Linked DNA regions of Mus musculus: all the other regions are linked to region 2. A link is a contact called in public HiCAR-type, HiChIP or PLAC-seq, Micro-C and promoter capture Hi-C data. All regions are on one chromosome and are shown on one strand. Each heading gives the region's core, a stretch centred on a gene start, on an enhancer-like site or on the middle of the called end of the contact. The rest is flanking DNA. Distances are from core to core; before and after follow the strand shown. Region 1 has its middle 23 kb from the start of Acyp2. Region 2 holds the start of Eml6 (echinoderm microtubule associated protein like 6). Region 3 holds the start of Gpr75 (G protein-coupled receptor 75). Region 4 holds the start of Chac2 (ChaC, cation transport regulator 2). Region 5 holds the start of Pnpt1 (polyribonucleotide nucleotidyltransferase 1). Region 6 has its middle 21 kb from the start of Psme4. Region 7 holds the start of Erlec1 (endoplasmic reticulum lectin 1).

The links. Promoter capture Hi-C pulls out the DNA fragments that hold promoters and counts their contacts. Hi-C and Micro-C count contacts between places; a contact is called where the count stands out from the background. HiCAR-type assays count read pairs that join an accessible place to other places. HiChIP or PLAC-seq counts read pairs in DNA pulled down with a chosen protein or histone mark. Capture Hi-C pulls out chosen DNA fragments and counts their contacts.
Region 1: an H3K27ac HiChIP or PLAC-seq map of the NIH/3T3 cell line shows a contact between it and region 2, with 6 times the contacts expected there. The contact joins the enhancer-like site here to the promoter of Eml6 in region 2. A contact is called at or near these places in 4 of 39 promoter capture datasets (the 3T3-L1 cell line, cranial neural crest, hippocampal neurons and 1 more), 4 of 115 datasets of contacts at active chromatin or transcription factors (the NIH/3T3 cell line, astrocytes, embryonic limb bud and 1 more) and 1 of 9 other capture datasets (liver).
Region 3: a contact with region 2 is called in a promoter capture Hi-C map of adipose tissue. The contact joins the promoter of Gpr75 here to the promoter of Eml6 in region 2. A contact is called at or near these places in 3 of 39 promoter capture datasets (embryonic stem cells and liver), 1 of 115 datasets of contacts at active chromatin or transcription factors (astrocytes) and 1 of 9 other capture datasets (adipose tissue).
Region 4: a contact with region 2 is called in a HiCAR-type map of astrocytes, with 4 times the contacts expected there. The contact joins the promoter of Chac2 here to the promoter of Eml6 in region 2. A contact is called at or near these places in 3 of 39 promoter capture datasets (cranial neural crest, frontonasal cranial neural crest and neural stem cells), 1 of 484 Hi-C or Micro-C datasets (muscle stem cells) and 2 of 115 datasets of contacts at active chromatin or transcription factors (astrocytes and fibro-adipogenic progenitors).
Region 5: a contact with region 2 is called in a promoter capture Hi-C map of liver, with 5 times the contacts expected there. The contact joins the promoter of Pnpt1 here to the promoter of Eml6 in region 2. A contact is called at or near these places in 1 of 39 promoter capture datasets (liver), 1 of 115 datasets of contacts at active chromatin or transcription factors (embryonic midbrain) and 1 of 9 other capture datasets (liver).
Region 6: a contact with region 2 is called in a Micro-C map of embryonic stem cells, with 4 times the contacts expected there. The contact joins the enhancer-like site here to the promoter of Eml6 in region 2. A contact is called at or near these places in 1 of 39 promoter capture datasets (hippocampal neurons), 1 of 484 Hi-C or Micro-C datasets (embryonic stem cells) and 2 of 115 datasets of contacts at active chromatin or transcription factors (embryonic stem cells and stem cell-derived neural progenitor cells).
Region 7: a promoter capture Hi-C map of liver shows a contact between it and region 2, with 5 times the contacts expected there. The contact joins the promoter of Erlec1 here to the promoter of Eml6 in region 2. A contact is called at or near these places in 3 of 39 promoter capture datasets (the C10 cell line, cranial neural crest and liver), 1 of 484 Hi-C or Micro-C datasets (uterus), 3 of 115 datasets of contacts at active chromatin or transcription factors (astrocytes, cardiomyocytes and craniofacial prominence) and 2 of 9 other capture datasets (adipose tissue and liver).

What each region holds. Positions count from the first base shown.
Region 1 is chr11:30,670,879-30,674,158 of GRCm38.p6, reverse strand. No RefSeq gene overlaps it. Among named protein-coding and RNA genes, the nearest start is that of Acyp2, 23 kb to the right of the region's middle. Within about 2 kb of position 1,253, at least 48 of the 459 cell types and tissues checked have an H3K27ac peak or open chromatin away from gene starts, as enhancers often do. A contact at or near this core is called in the NIH/3T3 cell line, astrocytes and fibro-adipogenic progenitors, where this site is marked.
Region 2 is chr11:30,024,391-30,027,477 of GRCm38.p6, reverse strand. Eml6 (echinoderm microtubule associated protein like 6) reads left to right here and starts at 1,445. Exons shown (of 42, transcript NM_146016.2): 1 at 1,445-1,588; 2 at 2,378-3,087. The coding sequence starts at 2,902.
Region 3 is chr11:30,883,865-30,886,988 of GRCm38.p6, reverse strand. It overlaps Gpr75 (G protein-coupled receptor 75), which reads right to left and starts at 1,631. Exons shown (of 2, transcript NM_175490.4): 1 at 1,447-1,631. It also overlaps a transcript of Erlec1 not described here.
Region 4 is chr11:30,984,633-30,987,704 of GRCm38.p6, reverse strand. Chac2 (ChaC, cation transport regulator 2) reads left to right here and starts at 1,340. Exons shown (of 3, transcript NM_026527.3): 1 at 1,340-1,593. The coding sequence starts at 1,459. The region is part of intron 1 of Asb3 (ankyrin repeat and SOCS box-containing 3); the gene reads right to left.
Region 5 is chr11:29,128,862-29,132,121 of GRCm38.p6, reverse strand. It overlaps Pnpt1 (polyribonucleotide nucleotidyltransferase 1), which reads right to left and starts at 1,378. Exons shown (of 28, transcript NM_027869.2): 1 at 1,204-1,378. The coding sequence starts at 1,364.
Region 6 is chr11:30,749,414-30,752,324 of GRCm38.p6, reverse strand. No RefSeq gene overlaps it. Among named protein-coding and RNA genes, the nearest start is that of Psme4, 21 kb to the left of the region's middle. Within about 2 kb of position 1,629, at least 36 of the 459 cell types and tissues checked have an H3K27ac peak or open chromatin away from gene starts, as enhancers often do. A contact at or near this core is called in embryonic stem cells, where this site is marked.
Region 7 is chr11:30,952,759-30,955,684 of GRCm38.p6, reverse strand. Erlec1 (endoplasmic reticulum lectin 1) reads left to right here and starts at 1,554. Exons shown (of 14, transcript NM_025745.3): 1 at 1,554-1,771. The coding sequence starts at 1,610. Asb3 (ankyrin repeat and SOCS box-containing 3) reads right to left here and starts at 1,287. Exons shown (of 10, transcript NM_023906.3): 1 at 1,116-1,287.

The sequences.
Region 1 (3,280 bases), core at 4-2,503, 650 kb before region 2:
TTGTATTTTAATTTATTTTATTTTTGTTATCCATGCCAGGAATGGTATCTATGATCATAAGCTTTGATGATACTATTTTTAAAATGTGTGTGTGTGTGTGTTTCCAGGGCATGCATGTAGAGGTTTGAGGATAACTTTCAAGAGTCAGTTCTTGCCTTCTACATTTTTAAGTCAAAGTTTCTTTTATTTCTCCTTTTTCACTCTATATTCCAGGTTAGCTGGCCTTCAGGCTTCTGGATAAGTCTTCATTTTCCATATTGCCATAGGACTATTGGCATTATGGGTGAACAGCACCACATCTCGCTCTTTATATAGCTTTTGATCATTAAACTCAGGTCACTAGGTTTGCACAGCTAATGATTTTACTGCTCAGCCTCTGGTTGTAGTTTTCCATGTACATGTATCAAACTTTATTTTAAATTACATTGAATTGACCATTCCAAGCCTCAGCCCATTCATTGGAGACCTTGGGAATTTGGGGGAACAGTGATGGATGAAAAAGCACATCTGGTATTTTGAAAAACTAATAATCCTTTATTGGCTGAAAATGAGGCTAGAGGGAAGAAGAGGAAGGATTTCTTGAGCTCTGTTCGCCACAAGACTAGGCAAAGATGAAGTCTGACTCTCCCTGCCCCTGCCTCTGCCCTACAGAGGAAAAAAGGGAGAGAAATTTGGACTTTATCGGTAGACTCTTCAGAATTTTTCAGGACAAATGTCAACAACATATTATGAGCTTGAGCTTTACATAACAAGCAAATGACACAGGATGAATGACTGAGACAGTAGAAACCAGCTTGAACATAGGGTTTATTGTCTTTTGTGTCTGAGTGCTAGCCCTAGGGCTGGTTTGATTCAAGATCTCCATTGATATCAGAGAATGTGTGGGCTTTCCTGAAAGCACCAAGTATTCTCTTCTGAGGAGAGAAGTATGGTTGCAGGCAGGCTCATATCCTTGTTGCCAAAAAGGTCTGCAGAAGAGGAAAATCCTATTCTTTGACACATCTATGTAGATCTGAGGTTATTTGAATGCCATTGATAGAAACCTAATTTAGGCTACTTTAAGCAAAATGAGTGAGCCTGTGAATCTGGTGAATTGTGTGGCTGAAAGTTTGTGGGTTCTTTTTTGAAATAGTTAAACAGTGTCACCCAAATAGCTCTGCCTTTGTGTGGCTCTCTCGGGGTGTGGCTCTAATCCCAGGCAAGCTTTCTGGCTCTCTTGGCAAAGGGTTCTGGCAGCTGTGACTCCAATGACACAGCTCAAAGTCTTAAAGGGAGCATTGACTCCAGTGGTCCCAGCAAGGTCTGGAGAAGACAGTGCTTGGCCTGTGTTTATCCCTGAGCCAATCAATCATTGTACACAGGGACAAAATACTCTGGTTAGTTAGGAGTGGACCTGGTAACTCTCAACTAGTGTGACAAAGAGATTAGCCCTAGCAAACTCCCAAGGACCAGCAGAAAAGCAGAGTCTGTTTAAAAAAAAAAAAAGGAAAGTAAGAAAGTAAGCACTGCACTACTAAAAAGAATAAACAACAGTGCCAACAACTGTCTATGACATGTTTACAGAATGAGAGGAAGACTTGCCATCTAAAAAAAAAAAGAAGACAAGAAGGAACAATGCCTAGATCAGAGCAATAGATGGATAGATGGCCACTAAATCCTTGCATTAATTTATATTATTTGCCCTAGCCATTTTAGGGACTCCTTAAAGAGTTACCTGCCCAGTTTTTTTTTTTTTCTAAGAAGGCAGTAGTTAGGTGATTTACAAGATTTATAACACACTGATCTTATTAATTCTTTTCAGTTGGCATACTAGGCATGGTTTTCCCATCAGCTGCTTCATAACTGTGTTATGTTCCAGTAATATAATTTCAAATCTCACACAGACCCATGCTTTTATTCAGTCTGACATGAAGGAGTTTTATGAATCAGTTACTCTGATTTCACTTCTGTGGTCCAGCTTCCCCATTTCTAAAATGAGCTTTAACTGTTCCTCCTGTACTTTAAACATGTTTATGAAGATGAAATAAGGTCAATTTATTTCAAAGTGTAGGGTTCAAGACAACACTTGGAGTGATGCTCTGAATTCTTATTGTCAGAGGTGTTTAGTGGTATCTCGTAGCAGATACCATGAGAAATCAATTTGCAGCTTAAAGTATTCTTTCTGTCAAATAGACAATAAGGCGCCCCTCCTCTCTTGCCCCAGCCAGCCAAGGCCAGCAGCAGGAAGAAAAGCCTGTGGCAGAGGATGGAACTCAGATGCCATTTAAAGCCTGAAAGAGAGTCATAGGATACTAAGGCAAACAGATCAAAGTTCCAAGTTGAACCGTAAAGCAAGAGGCCAGCACTTAGCCAGGCATGGTGGTGCACTCGGGAGGCAGAGGCAGGCAGATTTCTGAGTTCGAGCCTGGTCTACAGAGTGAGTTCCAGGACAGCCAGGGCTATACAGAGAAACCCTGTCTAATAAAACAAAACAAAAAAAATAAATAAAATAAAATAAAGCAAAACAAAACAAAACAAAACAAAACAAAACAAACAAAGAAAGAGGCCAGCACTTACCTAAGTGTACCTTAAGGGATAGCATTTTTCTGTTAAAGATGTAGCCCTTTCAATGAACTTTGAGGAGCTGCAGAGATGGCTGTTAGTAAAAGTGCTAACACAACCAGGAGGACCTGAGTTTAAATCTCAGCAGCCATGTAACAAAACAGACATAATCTCATATCCAGCACTATGGAGGGCAGGGCTAGGAGAACCACTGGGTCCTGCTGGCTGCCACTGTAGCTGAAAAACGAGAGCTCCAGGTCCAGAGAGAAACCCTGCCTCAAAACCACAAAACCACAAGAGAGTGACAGGGAGGATACTTCATGCACCTTTGACATACACATACGTATATAACACCCTTGCATGCACATAAACATGCAAACTTTGAGCAGTTTCAAAGACTGATTAAGAACATTCTGGAAACAAGTGACGTAGTTTAGAAAGAGCATTTGCTTAAGAAATAGAAAGCCCTAGATTTAATTCCCTACACTGAGACCTAACAAAACAAGAATATTGTTTGCATGTGGAATTAGGATTCTAACATAAGATACAGCATCATATAGTCTATTATGGATATGTTCAGCAGGCTTTGAGAATGGAATCAAGATGGAATAAGATAAAAAATGATCCATTATTTTTTAATGAGCAAAGAATTCATAAATTCCTTCATAAATTCCCAGCACCTAAATGGTGGTTCACAACCTTCCTCCACTCCCAGGGCACATGATACCTTCATCTGACC
Region 2 (3,087 bases), core at 196-2,695:
TTTTGTCTTCTTATATATAATTTATTTCTCTACGAAATTCACCATCTCGATTTTTGCTCTCAACTTTGTTTCTGCTATGGTTTGACCATATTCCACAAAGTCCATATATTTAAAATTCAATTTTCTGATTTACATGTTAATGGTATTTGGAGATAAGGCTTCTGTGAGTTAGTCAGCATTAGATAAATCAATAAGTCAATGAGGTTGGGTCGACCATGACACTAATGGCTTTAAAAAGACACAGGAGTTAGCATTCTCGTTCTATCATGCTATGTGATGCCCTCTACCAGCATAGGATGTAGTTAAGCCCATCATCAGATGATGAGCGCAATGTTCTTGGTTTTCCTTGCCTCTAGAATCATCAACCAAACAACCAACCAACCAAACAAACAAACAAACAAAATTCTGCATAAATGATTAAAGGAATAGAAAGCAGACCAAGACATTTCAAGCCCCTCTAAGCCATGTTTTAATGTTTAGTAGTGTCCTTACTGTCTTAAAGAGAGAGCGAGAGAGAGACCTCCTCGAATTTGTTGACTCTGTTTTCTCAGAAAATATGAAGTGTATTCAATTTCTCTTCAACATTGTAGGCAACAGCTCACTACACTTAGGTGCTTATCTATAGCATTGCCTTTCCTACCAGGACAGCATCCTATTAAAACTCCACGTAGATAAAGAAACATCTTGAACACAGAAGAGTCAAAAGTATCAACCTTTCGTAGCTTCTTAGTCAAGTGGATTATAAAATCTGTTCTCAAAAGTTGGCTGCGGCCATAATCTGAAAATCAGAACGAATAAATTAGTTTATTCCAGGTAGTTTTAGAATAGCCACTGGCTTCTGTTTTTTACGGCCAAATTTATTGCATGGGCACAAGGCAGGTCACAGGAAGGCGCTTATTTCCCTACACATGACAGAGTGACCACACGCCACTGTATTTTTCTTAAACTTTGTAACACTGCACTTGGATAAATCAGAATCCTTTGGAATAATAGGGGAAACTGAAGTAGGAAACAGCGTTAGTCAAGTGCTGCAACAAGGAAAGAGATGGGCTACAGCAATCCTCTGGGACTGGCGCAAGTGAAAGTCCTGAGGAAAGCCCCTGAATTTTTTTCCACGTCATCTTTTCTGCTTTCAGCACAGACGCGCATGCCGCTGGCCTGGGTCACCATGGAACACCAACGCCATTCTGGGTGAGTTGCTGGGTCCGATAGGAGAAACGCAGACTTCCCTGGCACCGGTACTAAGGCCCTGCGGATGCATGGAATCCTGGGACTTGTAGTACACTAGAGGCGCTCGCCTCAGCAGCTGGTTTACAGAGGACTACGATTTCCAAGATGCATAGGGAACAGGCGGGCAAAGGGAGGTGAGGTTTCGGCCCTAGGAGGCGTCTGCGTTTCCGAACCGGCGCAATTTCGCCGCGTAACTCTTCCCTGCGCTGGCCCCGCCCCTGGAGCCAGGGAAGGAGGAAGAGCTGGTCCCCAGATCCCCGGTGACGAAACCTAACCCGGGAGCGCGGGGAGGGAGGGAGGGCAGGCAGAGGATTTCGCTGGCTGGTGCGAGATCCTGGACGCAAGGCCGGCAGCAGAGGTTAGAGGCGGAGAAAGCAGGGATGCTACGTGCGAGGCTGGTCCGGGTGGGAGTGCAGGAACTCGCTAGGACCGTAGAGCCTGAGCCAGGTGTACCTGGGGCTACCAACCCTCAGATCTGCAAAAGTGGGCGCCAGGTTGAGCATGGGGTGTCGCTGACACCCGGGCTCCACGGGAGACCCCGCCCCCCCTCCTGCCAACCTAAAGGCAAGATCCTAGAGCCCTTGGGTCTCATAGCTAGCTCAAATCTCCGTGGGGAGAGGAGCATGATTTTTTTTGACACTTTATTATTGTTGCTGTTATTTTATTATTTTTATTATTATTTTTCGATCGGGAGCATTTGTAGGTAGCCGGATTTCCTCCGATTCAGAGAAAAAAAAATTATGACACTTGCAATTGGAGTCTTTAATTAGGGGAGAGCTGTTAAGTATTTATTTGTTTTTATGATTTTCTCTGTGAAGAGAAGGCGCATAGAGGGTTTGGATTTTAAACACATATATGACAGCTAATTGGAACATCTAAAAGAATGACCATTGCATATTCACCCTGGCTTTATAGAGGAAACAGCAAGTGTTACTGCAAATTGGAGCAGCAACTACCGGCCAGAAGTGTTTAGGGAGTATTTCCTATAATTAAGGTGGATATGGAAGGAGAAATGTGGACAATCAAAAAAAAAAAAAACCAAAAATAAACAAACAAAAATCCCACAACTTGGTTTTAGTTTGGTAATTATTTTCTTGTGCTGGGTGACATGCAAAAATTCTTTCTCTTCCTCGTTCTCGCATCCTAGATATAGACTGTCAGTTTCGGATCCAAGGACGGTGATGGCAAAGCAGTAAACCGGAGTAACCGTCTGCCTGTCAGATCAGACCTGTCACAGAATAAATCCCACCGCCTGCTGCGAAGCCCCCCGCGCTCCTCAAACTTGGAGAACTGGTAATCCGTGTCTGGATATGCAGATCTCTGATTTTAAAGGCCGGGTGACCCCGGGGAGAACCTCTCCCGCCGCCCAAAGCCCGCAGGTGCAGTGAGGCGTGTGTGCGGGTACTGGTACCCTCGAGGCCCGCTTGACCCCGGGAGAAGGAGTCGGGGAGCCCAGCGGGGTCTTGCTGCTGTGCACCGGCGTCGGCGGCTCCTCTCCCGCAGCAGCAGATGATGGTGGCGGCCAGCGTGCTGGGCTGTGTCTGTGCGTCGCCGCGGAAATTGGCGCCCGGTGCTGTACCCTGAGCCCTTGCAGGTCCGTCGCAGCTCGAGCCTTGAAGAGGACAGAGTCGGCGCTCGGGGCACCCGGGGGTCGCGCGGTGTCGGCTTATCATGGCGGATCGGACAGCTCCCAGATGCCAGCTCCGGCTGGAGTGGGTGTACGGGTACCGGGGTCACCAGTGCCGCAACAACCTGTACTACACCGCCGGCAAGGAGGTGGTCTACTTTGTAGCTGGGGTAGGGGTGGTGTACAACACCCGAGAGCACAGCCAAAAATTCTTCCTGGGACACAACGAC
Region 3 (3,124 bases), core at 382-2,881, 860 kb before region 2:
GAGGATAATTTGTAGAAGTTGGCTTTCTGCTTCCATCATGTAAGTCCTTGGCATTGGTGGCAAATGCCTTTTCTGTGGAGACATCTCACCAGCTCAGAATGCTGGGTTTAAGTATACTTATTAACCATGATAAGATAGAATGAGCAGAGTATAATGACACATATCTGGGGAAGCTGAGCCAAGAGGATCAAGATTACAAAACCAGGCAGGACTAGTCTGGACTACATACATATAGTGAGACTTTTTCTCAAAATGAATTAATATACATCTGATTACAGTTGCGGAAGGATGTTGAGGTAACTGGAAGCAAGAACGAGGAACTCCTAACAAATTGCTTAGTGTCAACTCTTAGTAAAATATGGATGTGGCCTTTAATCTCAGTGTTCATGAGGCAGAAGGAGGCAGATTTCTGAGTTGGAGGCCAGCCTGATCTACACAGTAAGCTCCAGGCCAGCTAAGGCTACATAGTGACACTCTGTTGCAAAACAAATAAACAAAAAAATATGTGAAAAGCTGGATGTGGTAGCCTGTAATCTCAGTCTCTCAAGAGCATAAAGGCAGTATCACCTACTTGAAAGCCAGCCTGAGGGAAGGAGGGAGGGGGTCATGAGTAGGTGTAGGGAGGGACAGGGGGAAGAGAAGGCGGGAGGGGGGAGGGGCGATGGGTCTCTAATACTGTGCTGTTTGTTTGTTTGTTTTATTCCCATTCTAAAAGTTGACGGACTGAGGGAGCTGAAGGGCAAGACCAACAGAATCAACTAACCCGGATCCCTAGGAGCTCACAGAGATTATTAATTTTTGAAGCAAACGTTAGGACACTTACAAGTTAACTCATGACCTTGATTATTTCATTGTATTCCAACCCCAAATAAATGCCGAATTTCTTCATGGAAGGCTTTTTTTTTTTTTTTTTTTTTTTTTCCACAGCCCTCACACAAAACTAAGTTCTGTCCCATTCCCACTAATTTGAATGGATCTAGAAAAGCACGGGGAGGCTAAATAACTTGCCCAAGGTCAGTGAGATATTTCAAACCTCCCATTGTTTCTAATCACCTGAACTATCTATCCATTGAGGCTAATAGCTGATGGGGTGGGAAAGATCTGGGTCTCTGGTGGAGGGATAAGGAGTCTGTGGAGCACTGCGTACTATCGTACTATTGACTAAAGGAGTAGGAGATTGCAGGTTTATCCCCAACTGTGATTGGTAACGGGTAGGGGGCTCCCTAGAACTGGAGGAAACACAGGCCTAGGCTAGTCCAGGGATGCTTGGACTCCGCCTGGATGCAGGCAGTGGGTTGTGGTCTGTGTAGAGCTTACAGCAAGGCTGCACAGGAACACAGGTGCGCAACCTACCAGGCCAGGCCAAGCTTAGCCTTCTCCCCGCTCCCGCTCGCCTCACAACCCTGGTGTGATCCTCCCGGTCTGGGCTTGCGGCCTCTCACCTACCAGCTGGCCTCAGCGCCGCCCTTCCTCCTCCGTGTCGCAGTAGTGACCCTATCTGTGCCCGGTGGCCTGGAAGCTGCCGGGCTAGAGTCATCATCGCCATCGCTGCCGCCTCCGCGCATCCCGGGAGCCTAGGCGAGCCGGGCGCGCGGCGCAGTCACCGAACCCGGGGCGCGGCCCCTCCCTCTGACCGTGGCCGCCCCGCCTGCTCGGCACCCTCCCTGCCTGCCCGCCTCAGCCTAGTGGGAGTGCGCTCCGATATGCCAGGGCTGCCTGTGAATTGGCCACTGACCGCTGATACACAGCAAGGAAAAAATGAAAACCAGAGATGCCAGGCAGGAGGAGACAGCTGAGAGTGCCTGCGGAGAGCCTTCAAGCTGATCTCCTTGGCTTTCTAACTAGGCTGTCAGTTCCAGTTTAATAATTAAAGTCATTATGACAAATTGAATCGAACCAATTTCAACACACATATGTGTCTTAGGTCATAGTAAGTACGTGGTTGATGCAAAGTTAAAAAAACAAACAAACAGGTACTATTAAATACCGTGTTGGGTGTAAAAATCTTGAGAAGCAATAGTGTAATTCAGCTAGTCCTGTTTAAAACACCAGCATAAACCATTAGAGCGTTGCTTCTCATCTCCCAAAGTCAATATGTCTAAAACAACAAACCCACTTTAGCTTATATAAGAAACATTCCTAAGTATGTTGTTATGGGCAAACATACCCTGTTAACTCCTTCAGGATTTTAACCTGGTTAATTATGATCTTCTACTTTTCTAATCTCATCCAATACTTAAGAAATAGAGAATGCTATTCAAATGTCCCCCCCCTTTTTTTTTTTGGTTAGAAATCAAAGACTTTGATTCCATCCAGGTGAAATATTTCGTGGCACCATTGCCACTACAACCCCTTTCCGTTTTCTGTTAAGTTTCCTTTATACTTAATGTAATTAAGTATAAAATATAATAATACTAATACAATTCTATTAATTTTCCCATTTTTTACTAAGAAACATGTTGAAGGGATTTGTGAAATCCGAACTATGTTTAGGAAAAAAAATGCTCAAGAAAAACCCCCAACTAATTTTCACATAAATCATGTTCTACTCCCCAGACACTTGGCAATATACTGGTTCTAAGATGTTGTTGGTAAAGGTAACACTGGGCCCTAGAAACATTTGAAGAAAAAAAACACGAATTAGCAGTTAAGAGTGGGAATTCTGACCCAAATTATATGTCTCTCCAAATACATTAAATACTGCCTGTATAATTTCCATTTGGACATAAACGATAACAAAATGTTCAGGCTGAACTACTAGTAGCCATCAGTAGTACATACACCTGAGAGAAACCAACCTCATACTGAGAAAGACAAAGGCTCCACCAATGTTTGTGGGGTTATAAGGCAACACAAAATAATAACATGCACAAAATATGGCAGCAAGGATACTGGATAAAAACAGTGGCATACCAATAATGCAAAAGGCAAAGTCTGTAAAAGTTAATCATGGCTAACAATATGCTAGCACGTGAACAGGCAATAAACCCAGCTTTCCAGCACAATCTTATGGATGGCATGCAAAATAAGGAGCATTCTGGGAAAGTGCACATCAAGGCCAATAAAATGTCCACATTCACTGGGCAGGATGGCAAACAACCATCATTAGGAGCTCCTGGCTTAA
Region 4 (3,072 bases), core at 91-2,590, 960 kb before region 2:
TGGGGTGCCAATCAAAGACAAAAAACAAAGCTCTGTTCTTTTTGGGGGGAGGGAGTGTATATATATCACTTAATTTTCAATTTTTGAGAAATTCAAATACATAAAATATTATAATCTTAAGAATACAAAGAACACAACCCAAAGGAAGACTAAGAAAATATGTTTCCCAATAGTCAACAGTGGTTCTACATATTTTCCCACTAGTGTTTTTATCTAAAATTTAAGGTGTCCTGCCATAGTTCTGCAAGAATAGAACTGTCTGATGGGGAGGCAATGAAAATACTTAAGAGTTAAGAAGGAAATCCAGGAAAAACAATACATTTTAAACTAAATATAAGAATTCTCCTCAACCATCCAAATTAAGTGTTCAGTAAAGAATATTCATTATCCTCAAAGTTTCTTATTAAACAAAACAGCAGCCATTCACCTGAGAAAAGAAAAGGATTCTATAAGCAGCACTGTAAAAGCCACTGGTGAAGTAATGTAATGGGAGAGTGCACCTGCTCGTCTCTGAGCCTCCGAGATTAAGACTGAACAAACTGTTCTTTGAAGTTTAAATAAGTGGTAGGTTTCAAAAGTGAGAAAAATGGCTGAGGTGCCTACTTAACATCATAATAGGCACTGACTGCCAAGTTCTTCCTGCATCCTTCGGTCCTGATCTATTTCAGGACCCTCCTGCTGGCATACCCCAACCCCTACTCTAAACTTTTCCATCCCTAGGGCTGGGCTGACCTTCTAGCAGCAGCCCTTTCCTATATAATCCAACCAAATCCCTTTTGAGCCTCCAGGCTGCTGCACCTAGTCCCTCTCTCTCATCTTTCTTTCCCTCCCTCTTCTCACATGGCACAGCTCAGTTTGGTCCTGCCCACTGTGAACTGTTCCAGATGTCTCTTACTGTATAAAAACCTCTCTCCTTCATCATGCTTAAACAGTCCCGTTCTTCCCCCCCTCCCCCCAATCTGATAAGCAACTTCCATTAGAATCCAGTTGCTTTTTCACACACATAAAACTACTGTTTTGCTTCTATTTAAAAGCAAAGGACACAGGACTTGGTCATACAGATATTATACTTCCGGGATCTGCCACTCTGGCTGCTGTTTGATGTGGGCAGCTAGCCAATTTTCAAAGCACAACAAAATGACTACGTGCTAATTGTGGTGCCCTATAAGACAGGAGTCCTGCCTTTTCTCCTCTTTCAATTCTCACTAGAAAAAAAGGTGGGAGGGGTGCTGCTCCAACTCGAGAGTCGTAAAACTCTAAAGAATTGTGGGTAATGTAGTCCCCTGCCTCCCATTCCCTACCCCCACCCCTCCCGCACCATAGAAGCTCTGAAAACCCAGTGTGCTTTGCGCCGCACATCAGGCGAAGCCAGAGCGCCTGGCACTGCCCCAGCAGCCGGTTACTCCCCTCGGTAGCAGTCTCGTTCTGAAGTCCGAGTGCCGGTCAGGGTCCAGAAAGATGTGGGTGTTTGGTTATGGGTCCCTCATCTGGAAGGTGGACTTCCCCTACCAGGACAAGCTGGTTGGTTACATCACAAACTACAGTCGGCGCTTCTGGCAAGGTAGCACGGACCACCGCGGGGTCCCAGGCAAGGTAAGGAGCCAGCGCCTCATGCCCACCTACCCAGCAGAGCACTGGAACAGGATAAAGCTCTCAACTTCATTGGCCACCTGCCCTTGCCTCTCTCAAGAAGTGGATATCCTTAGGCCGCTTCAGAAGCCAGTAATTAGTTTCTAAAGCAGAAAGCACGGGCACAGGGAGCTCGCCCAAGGCTGAAGTGGCCAGGACAGCACCCTTATCTTGGCAACCTCTGCCACCCCACAAAATAATAAAGTTGAATTTTCATGTCACCACATGGTCAGTGTGTAAATTCGTTGATATGTCTATATTATGCCAGGTTTTTACTGGTCTGAATTTATATGTGCCTGTAAATTTCCAATTTATGTTTCCAATGTTTTAGTTTTAAAATGCCTAAGATCATGAAAGAACTAGTTTCCAGTCATTCCAATTTTTATGCCCATGGTGATTTTTTGATTGAGAGGTATAAGCAAAGTTATGTGAGGTTTGCAGTTCGTTCTGAGTAATGAATTGAAAATCTCCATTATTTGAATGTTCCTTCTCCATAGTTCTCTTGAATTATTAATGTAAATACAAATCATTGGATCTGTTTTTCAGTTCGGTCATATAAAGCATTCAGCTCTCCAGGGGTTCAGAGTGTTAGAAGCAGCTCACTATTTGCCTTGGCTACAAAAAAAAAAAAAAAAAAAAAAAAAAAATCTGTGGAAAAAAAAAGTTAAACAAGTATGAACTAGTAACTTGTTTGGTTAATATCTAACCTTTGGTTTTGAATGTTCCTGTGTTCTCCAACATACTCTTAAAATTAGCCTAGTCTGCTGGTACAAAATTGTAATCCAAAAGAATATCACAAGTTCAATACTGGCCTGGACCTCAAGCTCAGAAACAAGTCTGGGAATATAGCTTAGTAGTAGAGTTCTTACCTAGTGCATGCAAGGCCCTGCCCGAGTTCAATTCCCAGCACCATTTTTAAAAAATACTCTAAAGCATAATATTCTGAAATACTGGAAACCAAGTATCAGAAGAGATTTTAGGAAAGGGAAAGATCACAGTGTGTACCTGCTCAAAAGATACAGGCTTTAAATCAGGAAGAGCATCTGAGGTAGAACCATTCTAACTACAGTTTGTCAATTTAGAATTAAGGTAGACTTTCCTGGCCTGGTGGAACCCAAACAGAGGCCAATGTTTATTTACATCAACAGAAACACCATAACCAAAGAATTACCAAGACTACTATAAAACAATATTTAAAATATTAAAGAATTAAAATAAATAAAATGCCTTTTAGGTATATATATGTATGTATGTATATGTATGTATGTATGTATATATATATATATATACCTTAAACTAGCTTTTCATTTTAATAACCAAACATTAAGCAGGCAGGTATGTGGTTATGACTGCATATTTTACAACATAGGCTCAATCAAAGGGTATCTTTCTTACATAGCACATTAAGATATGTGTACTGTCACGCAGACTGCTGGTAAAAAA
Region 5 (3,260 bases), core at 129-2,628, 900 kb after region 2:
TCAAATCTTTGAACTATGCAGCATCTTTAATATGCACAGAAATATATAGAAATACACAAATATTATTAGTGTACAAAGTATAATGTGCAATCAGAGAGTTGGTATTAGTTAGCAATTGATGGTGGAATAAAAGCATGTTTGTCAACAACCAGATTATATCAAAGGAAATTTGAACGACCTGACAAATTGCGATATCAGAACTGAAACAGTATGTTATTCAATGAATTCTAATAATGCAGAAAGTCAGAAAGATTTTGGGGGGTAGGGAGTACATGTAATTTTGATTGTTCCAAGAAAGCTATTAAGTTTATGGTGTTTACATGTAATTTTGATTGTTCCAAGAAAGCTATTAAGTTTATGGTGTTTTGTTGTTGTTGTTTACTTTGTCTCATAACAATTTACTTTTCAATATTATATTGTATAAAATACCTCCAAATACATAGTGGACCCATAGCATAGCTAGCCTCTGGGGTTTGGAAGTAGGCATTTGGGAATAAATGGAAGAGTTCTGAAGTTTCTATATGCCAAACCATGTGAGTGAATGCCTACCTAAATACTCTATGAACATAAACAAGAAGATTGATAGAATGAACAAGCAGAACACAGTGATGGGAAGAGTAATCGGATGCCAAGGGAGGACACGGGGCAGCGGCCTGCCACAAAAAGTAGAGCTTTAGGGAAAAGCTTTAAAAAAACCTATTATTTAAAATATCCACATATACACCCCCGCCGTGTGTCTTGTTAACTGAGAAATTTGCCTTTTTGACCTTTTGTTGGATGGTAACTGTACTTTCACTACAGGTTTAACAGGACTATGTGCATCTTATAACTGGCATTCATCTCCGGCTCACACCGGCCATCAGTGGACCTGGGGCACGGAACGATAACGCATTACCTAGGGTTTCCTACTTCAGAGCTCGAGGTCTCGGAAAATAGAGAAAGGATGTCTGGGGCACAGGCAATAGGACTCAGGAAGTTCACCGCAGGGCTAGGAGGAAGATGAAGAGGCAAAAGGCAGCGGCCAGCTTGGGAAAGGGAGACAGACTTTAAATCCGGAAAAAGGAAATCTCGACCTTAGGTTTGGAGTAGAGAACTTAAGAGACTTAGGCTGCTTGATTCCTACCCTGGGGGGGATTTGACTTCTGGGGCTGAATGGACAAGACAGACGCCGCGTGAAAACCGCGAACTCACACCGTTTCTCACCTGTGTCCCAGGTCTACAGTCACCGCTCTGGATCCGGTGCTGCTCCACAACGCTCGCATCTGCAAATAGCTGAGTGCCCGATTCCGCCCGGGCCGGCCGAGGGGGCCGCAGCCCAGCGGTCGGAGGCACGGGCACAAGCAGCACAGCCTGCAGGCCGCCATGACACCCAGAGCGTGGAAGGCCTGGGCAGCGCCTCATTGGCCAGCACTCCTGTGGGCGGAGTCGGACGCAGTTTCGTTTCCGTGGAGCCTGCAAACTGCCGGGAAAGCAATCCTTGCAGGCTTTCTGTAATTGCCAGAGTCAAACCACCAGAATGCGTTTCTTTCAGTCAGCTTTTATTCCCCCACCCTTATCGGTGAAAAATAAGTACTACCTTAAAAAAAATGTATAGATTTAAAGAAAGCCCTTTAATACTTCCCGCGCCGTGTGTGTGTGTGTGTGTGTGTGTGTGTGTGTGTGTGTGTGTGCGCGCGCGCGCTAGTGTTATCACGGTTTGAAAGAAAGTCTTAGAACAATGTGTTTAATAAATGTAACAGTAAATAAATACTGAACAACTCACGATTATTTGGTTCTTACCTAAAGATCTAGGTTTGTGTCTATGGAAGGCCACCTGTAATTCCAACGTTCAGAGGCTGAGAATGAATCCATGAATCATCCTGGCTTGTTAGACTTGCCTGAGGGCTCCAGGTTCAGCAAGGGACCCTACCTCAAAAAATAAGTAGAGCGCTATCAAGCAAGACACCGTACTTTAACCTCTGGCTTCCACACATTCTTAACGTACACACACACACACACACACACACACACATATATATATATATATATATATATATACACACACGCGCACGCGCACACAGGCACACACGCCCAGTCACCTGCACACACTGGTGTATCCACACACATGCAAACTCGCACACACTTAGACACAAACATAACAAAGCAAAGCAAAACAAAACAAAACAAAAAACAAGAAAAAACTTTTTTTTTTGAGAACCCCTTGAATAATTTACCATTCATTCAGTTGTAAGTTTTGGAGAGGTATATTAAAATGGGAAGGAGTCTATGTTTCCTAATGTCACTCTAAAATAATTAGAATAGTAGTAATTTTGAGTCATAAATCAAAAGGAAATAAAAGCATTGATGTTATTCGACGCGTTCTCACGACCGGCCAGGAAGAACACCACAGACCAGAATCTTCTGCGGCAAAGCTTTATTCTTACATCTTCAGGAAAAGAGAGCAAGAAGCAAGAGAGAGAGAAAACGAAAACCCCGTCCCTCTTAAGGAGCATTCTCCTTCGCCTCGGACGTGTCACTCCTTGATTGGCTGCAGCCCATCGGCCGAGTTGACGTCACGGGGAAGGCAGAGCACAAGTAGTCATAAGATACCCTTGGCACATGCGCAGATTATTTGTTTACCACTTAGAACACAGGATGTCAGCGCCATCTTGTAACGGCGAATGTGGGGGCGGCTCCCAACATCTCCCCCTTTTTCTTTTAATAAGAGCAAATAGGCCACCCATATTAATGAGAGTGGAGATAGAGGTCAAATCCCCAGTGTGTAGGTAAAGGAGCCATGTACAGGATTAGCTCTTAGGCTTACAGGCTTTTACCCAGAGCAACCCTGACCTGCTCCCGTGTCGTTTTGCCTGGGGGAAGGGAACTAGGACACTGAACCTTCATGAAAGATGACATGTCTCCCTAGAATAGGCTCATATATGCCGCAGAGCCTTTCCATTGCAGTGCTTAGCCTTGCAACTCTCTCGGGCTGCTGAAGCACACTCACTCTATCCCGTGCAATGAGTCTAGCCTCATGGGATATAAGAGCTGAGTGGCCAGCGACCTATTGCCTAAGCATAGATAACCATATATCAGGGGGAGCTCCATGTTCTAGTCCTGCAAGCGCCTGGGCAATAACCACCTTGTCTCTCCTAGTTTAGGCCTTAAGCTTACAGACCAATCAAAGAAGCAACACTAATCCACAGCAAAGTGTATCTCCAAATAATATTAATCCCACCCATTTTTTAAAGAAAGAAAATGCTGAGGAGATCCAATTGGGT
Region 6 (2,911 bases), core at 380-2,879, 720 kb before region 2:
CTCTCTGGTTCCCAGAGGGGTAATGCCTAGTTCTGGTTCTGGGTCCCTTTGGTGGAACATCTAGTTCTCTTCCTCTTGGTCTATTGTTTGTCCTTAGTGCATCACTCTGTCCATGTCTGTCAGTTTAAGTCTGTGGTTTTGTTTCATTGCTTGACTGTTGCTCTGTGTTTCATATCTGCTGGCTGTTCACCCCTTGATATAGTTTTTAACTCATTTCAAGGATTTTTTTTTTCTTTTTTTTGGTGTTGTTAAAAAAAAAAAAAAGACACTCTGAATTGGCACAACAAAAACTGGTTAAGTTGACCTGCACCTGTAGCTAGGAGTCTACTGTAAAAGCTGCTCTTAAAGGGACCAGCAGCTTCTTGGCTTCTTTGGTCAGGAAGCTGATGGCTGTTTCTCCTACAAAAATCTCTGTGACTGTGATTATTGGGTTCAGCTGGTGACAAGGTGCTCCTCCCTTGATATTACTGATAGAAAAAGGTAAGAAAATTTTGTCTGTGTAGTCTAAATAAGTAAATGTGTGTAGCCACTTTATGTTTGTTTCTGACTGGTCTTAAATGTATAAATATGTTACTGACTTACAAGTTATTGGGTATGGTATAAACTTTGTAACAGTGGTAACAGAAAGTTGGCTTAGAACTGGTAACTCAGGGTTGGAGTCTTTCTGGACAACAACACATGGCATGACCAACCCAGGGAAACAGGTCTCTAAAGGTATCTCTAAATTGGGATAATATTTTATGTAATTCTTGTCCTAGAAGCCAGACTAATAGAAGATAGGATTTGAAACAATGTTTCTTTAATGAGCTTTAAAAGCTGCACCATCATGCATTCATATATAATAACTAGCAGTCAAACTCTGTAACATGAAAATAATGCACTTGGTATTGATTTTAGAGAGACTGGATTGTTTACACAGTTAAAAATCGGTTTTGCTTTCCAAAATTATGGTTATGCTCTGATATTGCAAAAGAAACTTTTAAGAATATATATATATATATATATGTATATATATATATATGTGTGTGTGTGTGTGTGTGAGAGAGAGAGAGAGAGAGAGAGAGAGAGAGAGAGAGAGAGAGAGAAACAAACATGCAGTGGCCACATTCATATATCCAAAACAGACAGGAAAAATGGTCCATACCTTCTGCAATGTTGCAATTCAGGAAGGGGAGGTCCAGTTCTCCACAGTCACAATGGTGCTGTAGCAGGGCCCTAGGTTTTTCAAAGCTTCCCACTGGCCTCAAGCATTGAATTCTTATCAGTCTTGTGGTTCATATATCCAGATACCCCAAGCCAGAAAAACAGGTAAAGCAATAAGAAACAGAGTAAAAACTAGAATGGAAAACATAGAGCCAAACAACAGAAAATATGAGACAGCAACATTTAACAACTGCAGCCCTCTGCTTTACTAGTTCACCAGTCTGATCAAGAGAAAAATTTTTATAGCTTTCTTGTAAAACCAACTAGAGGCTGGGGCTCTCTGAGTTCTTGGTTCTGAGATCCATTCTGGGTCCTTCTAAACCCTAGGCTTTGCTCCCAGTGTCAGGAATTCCTGAGCTCTATTGTGTAACTTAGGCATTGGAATCCTGTCAACAGGCACCATGGGGTCCTCTGGGGCCCAAAGCAGGTCAGAAAAGAAAAGCTTTTGTTGCCCTGATAATTAAGGTCAAAAATCTACCATTGTCTGGATAGCCTTCTGGACTTGGTACAAGTCCCTTTACCATCATAGCTCCTCAATCTCTGACCTTGTCTGGGGTGTTCAAACAAAACACACACACACACACCTCTACCTGTGGAATGTCACATAGCTATGGTTAGATTACAGGTTCAGCTTCCTTTCTCCTGATAGGAACCTGTTAGCACCTGGGATTCCTGAAATGCTTCTCCATGCTAATGAGACATCTTGGTACCTTACACCCAATTACCTTTGCCTATCCATACTCCTACCCCCCCCCCTCCCACAAAATTATAAAACCCTTGAGTCACCTCAAGGAAACTTGATCTGTCTCCCCACAGCTGGTCCCAGTGTGTCATCATTACCATATGTACTCACAGGGTTTCTGAACCGCCCCATCCATTGTCTCCGCTCCATTTACCCTCATGGACTAATATTGCCCAATGAGTCACAGCTGGCGGCACTGGATGAACTCCAATTAACCAAAAATAACCAGTGGGCTCTCTCCTGTAAAAGGAATTTAAGATGTTTGCTACCCAGTATAAAAGACACACAATCCAGGTGTTTTACTTACAAGCTGTAAGCCTAGATTGGGCAGGTTTTGGAGCTACATCTCAGTCAAATGCTCCTTGTTACATACTGTTTCTCCTAACCGTGTGCTCATGGTTCATCTCCTCTCATGGCTGTTTCCTCCCCGTTTTGTCCTCCCTCCTTTCTTTCCTCTTTGTACTTGTAACTCCCAGCCAGGTAACTGAAAATCTGCCCACCTCTATTTACTGCTCAATCAGAGGCTTTAGCCTTTTACTGGCCAAGGTTACAAAGCATCACATGGTGTACTTGAGGATCTTCTCATCAGCGGACAAGCAGGTCTGGGGGTGGGGGTGGGGGTGGGGGTGGGGGTGGGGGTGGGGGTGGGCAGTATTAGCATTTGAATACATAGCAGTACCAGACCAACTCCCTACAGACAATTGCCTTTGTCCTGAACAGGGTGCATAGACCTTGTCAGATCCTCCCCATTCCCAGATCTGGATACGCCATAACCAGAATCCAGAAAGTAGGCAGAAAAATGTCTTAGAAAGTTTACAATGGCTTCCAAAAGAAGGTCTTTATAAAAAAAAAAATGCTTGCTATCGCCTTTTTAGAGCATGGCTGTTCAGTATGGTAGTGGTGGGGTCCCCAGTGCCAAAGAGAAGAGACCAGCTTCAGAATTTGGGTTGGAGTGGTCTTTCTTAT
Region 7 (2,926 bases), core at 305-2,804, 930 kb before region 2:
GGCACTATGTTTTTACCCACTGAAAAATGAACTGCTCTATCTCAGTCATTAGAGTAGAAGTCCTCTGTGATGACTGACGAAACTTAACGTGGAGCCAGGCTTCCCTTAACTGGCCAATGAGTCTTTTGCTCTGGAATGCCTGGGAGATCCTAATGGATAGATAAGAATCAGACAATGGGGCTATAAAGCATTAAAGGCTGCTTGCCTTTTGTAAAACTTACTATCGCTTTGGGGAAGGGATAAAATGGTTTTTTTTTTTTTATTACTGTATAATGAGAAAGTAAGAAACAACTGAGAGAAGTGAGACAATTTTCCTGATCAGATGTAGACTCCATGGATATCAGTAATCCATGTAATTCAGATGTCCTCCTTAAAGCCCCACCTTAATTCACCTTTTGCATGGTGGGCTGTATTTGCTCTATGGCTCCCTTCCTTCTGCCAACAGTAAGAATAAGTTCATTTAGTCTAAATTTGAATTGAGTCTAAGTCTCTTCTCCCAGTGGATTTTAACACCACAACATGGGCAGTCCTTACCAAATGTTCTATGGCAAACACTGTAAAATTATTACACAGGAGATGAAAAAAAATGTGGACATTATTTTCTTTTTTCAAGAAGGGGACAAAAACCAAAACTTTCTGTCTATATTCAGTCTGCTGTAACTTGATTCATAACTTCACATTCACCTGGCTCTGGCCTTGACATAAACTTTCTGGACTTAAGTAAAATAACAACAGTCCAACACTTGAGTCAAGGGAGGGAAAACTTCTCCTGAAGTAAAAATGCAGGACTGTACGCGCCTAGCCACCCAACAAATCTATGCCAAAGTCGAAGGACGTGGCAGGTGTCACTGGGGGTGTCCCCAAACACACAGCATCTGAGACAGACGTGACAACAGTCGCCATCAAAAGAAACTAAGAGAAGCTTCTGGAGAGAAGATGGAGAGTGCAAATAGCAAAAGACTGGAGGGTAGGCAGCTCAGTCGGAACTGTAAGTTCTACTTCGACTCTGCACAGCTCGGTTCTCTACTTGCTTTCTGAGAGCGGGCCGCCGCCCACTCACCCCCAAATCCCGAGAGTCCCTAGCGGCTGGACTGAGCGCGCGGGCCAGGACTCACCTGGCCGGGCCGCTTCGTCCAAGCGCCGTCTCCAGACCCGTTCAACCGGCGTCAGTCCCGGGCCTCTGCGTTTGAGTCCAACCGCTAGGATGCTACAGCAGCAACGCAATGCAACGCGACCCAAGCGCGGGCTTCCGTAGGCCACCGACTCAACAACCCCGGATGTTGATGTGCTGCCTGCCCCGGAAGCGGTGGCCCCAAGCCCTTGTAAGGCGGAGGCGGCTTTGCCCAGCCGTCTGCAAGGAGACGTGGCGGCGGCGGTTGGGTCCCCTGCACTAAGGACGCTTTGTAGTACCTCCTCTTCTTCCTCCTCCTCCTCCTCCTCCTCCTCCTCCTCCTCCTCCTCCTCCTCCTCCTCCTCCTCCTCCTCCTCCTCCTCCTCCTCCTCCCCCTCCTCCTCCCCCTCCTCCTCCCCCCCTTCCTCCCCCTCCTCCTCCCCTCCTCCTGTTCTCCTCTGGTAGAGGAGGTTGTGACGGTGGCTGGAGGACGCGGCAATGGAGGAAGGAGACGGCGGCTTGCGGAGCCTGGTCCCCGGAGGGCCACTGTTGCTGGTTCTGTACGGTCTCCTGGAGGCGTCCGGCGGCGGCCGAGCGCTGCCCCAGCTCAGCGACGACATCCCCTTCCGAGTCAACTGGCCTGGTACCGAGTTCTCTCTGGTCAGTGCCCTCACGAGCCGCAGCCTTCTCCCCTCTTTCTGGCACGAAGCATTCGGGCCAGCCCTCGATTCCTTAGCTTTTTCTTCCAGAACCTTTTTTTCCCAAGCATTTATCGACCCCAAGCCTAAGTGTGTTCGTTCATTCATTAATTCGTTTAGCACACTAAGTGGATATGCCCTCCATACTAACTAGGAGATCAGCGGTCACTTCATCTCCCTCCTTTAAATCTCATTACGTTAGATCTGGCTTCTCTACAGCCCCACTCTGTGGAGGAAGTTTTAGAATTAACTAGCACATCACCCTACCCGCACAACCGTCCAACAGACAGGAGTCCCATCTCTATTCATTCTTTCTCTCCAACACACACTTAAAAACGACGTATACAGCTTCTGAGAATCTTTTCCCTTAAGGCATTTGAGAGGGCTATTTGGTTTGGAAGATATTAGTGAGCTTATATGCGGAATACTACTGGCCATGCAGAATAGACTAGAGGCTTGAATGTATTACCACTATTATTTAGGACTCTAGAACATGAGATTAAAAAGGATTTTATGATCGTTAATTAATGTGTATTGTGTAAAAAGGCAAGAATGAAAGAGCCAGTGGCTGTGAGGCTCCCAATGTGAGAACTGGGAACTGTACTCACCCCTCCGAGAAGAGTAATAATGTGTTTTTAATTTCTGTGGCATCTCTCCAGTCCTAGAATACGAGATTTTGGTGTATAATCTAACAAGAATGGAAATTCAGTTTTGAATGATTGTAGTGCTGAAATGTCTATCCATGTGTAACTACTACAGACAAATTTACCACACACCTAGATCTGGATTCCATTGCCAGCACCGCCAAAAAAGTAAACAAGTGCAAACTAGAACTTAAACAGATCCGCCTGCCACGGCCTCCTGAGGGCGGGGCTTAAAGGTGTGTGCCACAATGTATAGCCTCAATGTATGTATTAATTAGCATTTAAACTTCAATCTATTGCCTTACTAGTTTTCTTTTACAGCCCAAACTTTATCTTTTCTGTTAGATAGGACAACAGTATACAGTTTTTAATTTCCTCCTTATCATTTAAAGATGTTTACACTATTTTGCCTACATCTGAAAATGTGCTTTAACAATCTTCAGTAGAACTGGTCAATTTACTTGAGGAACCTT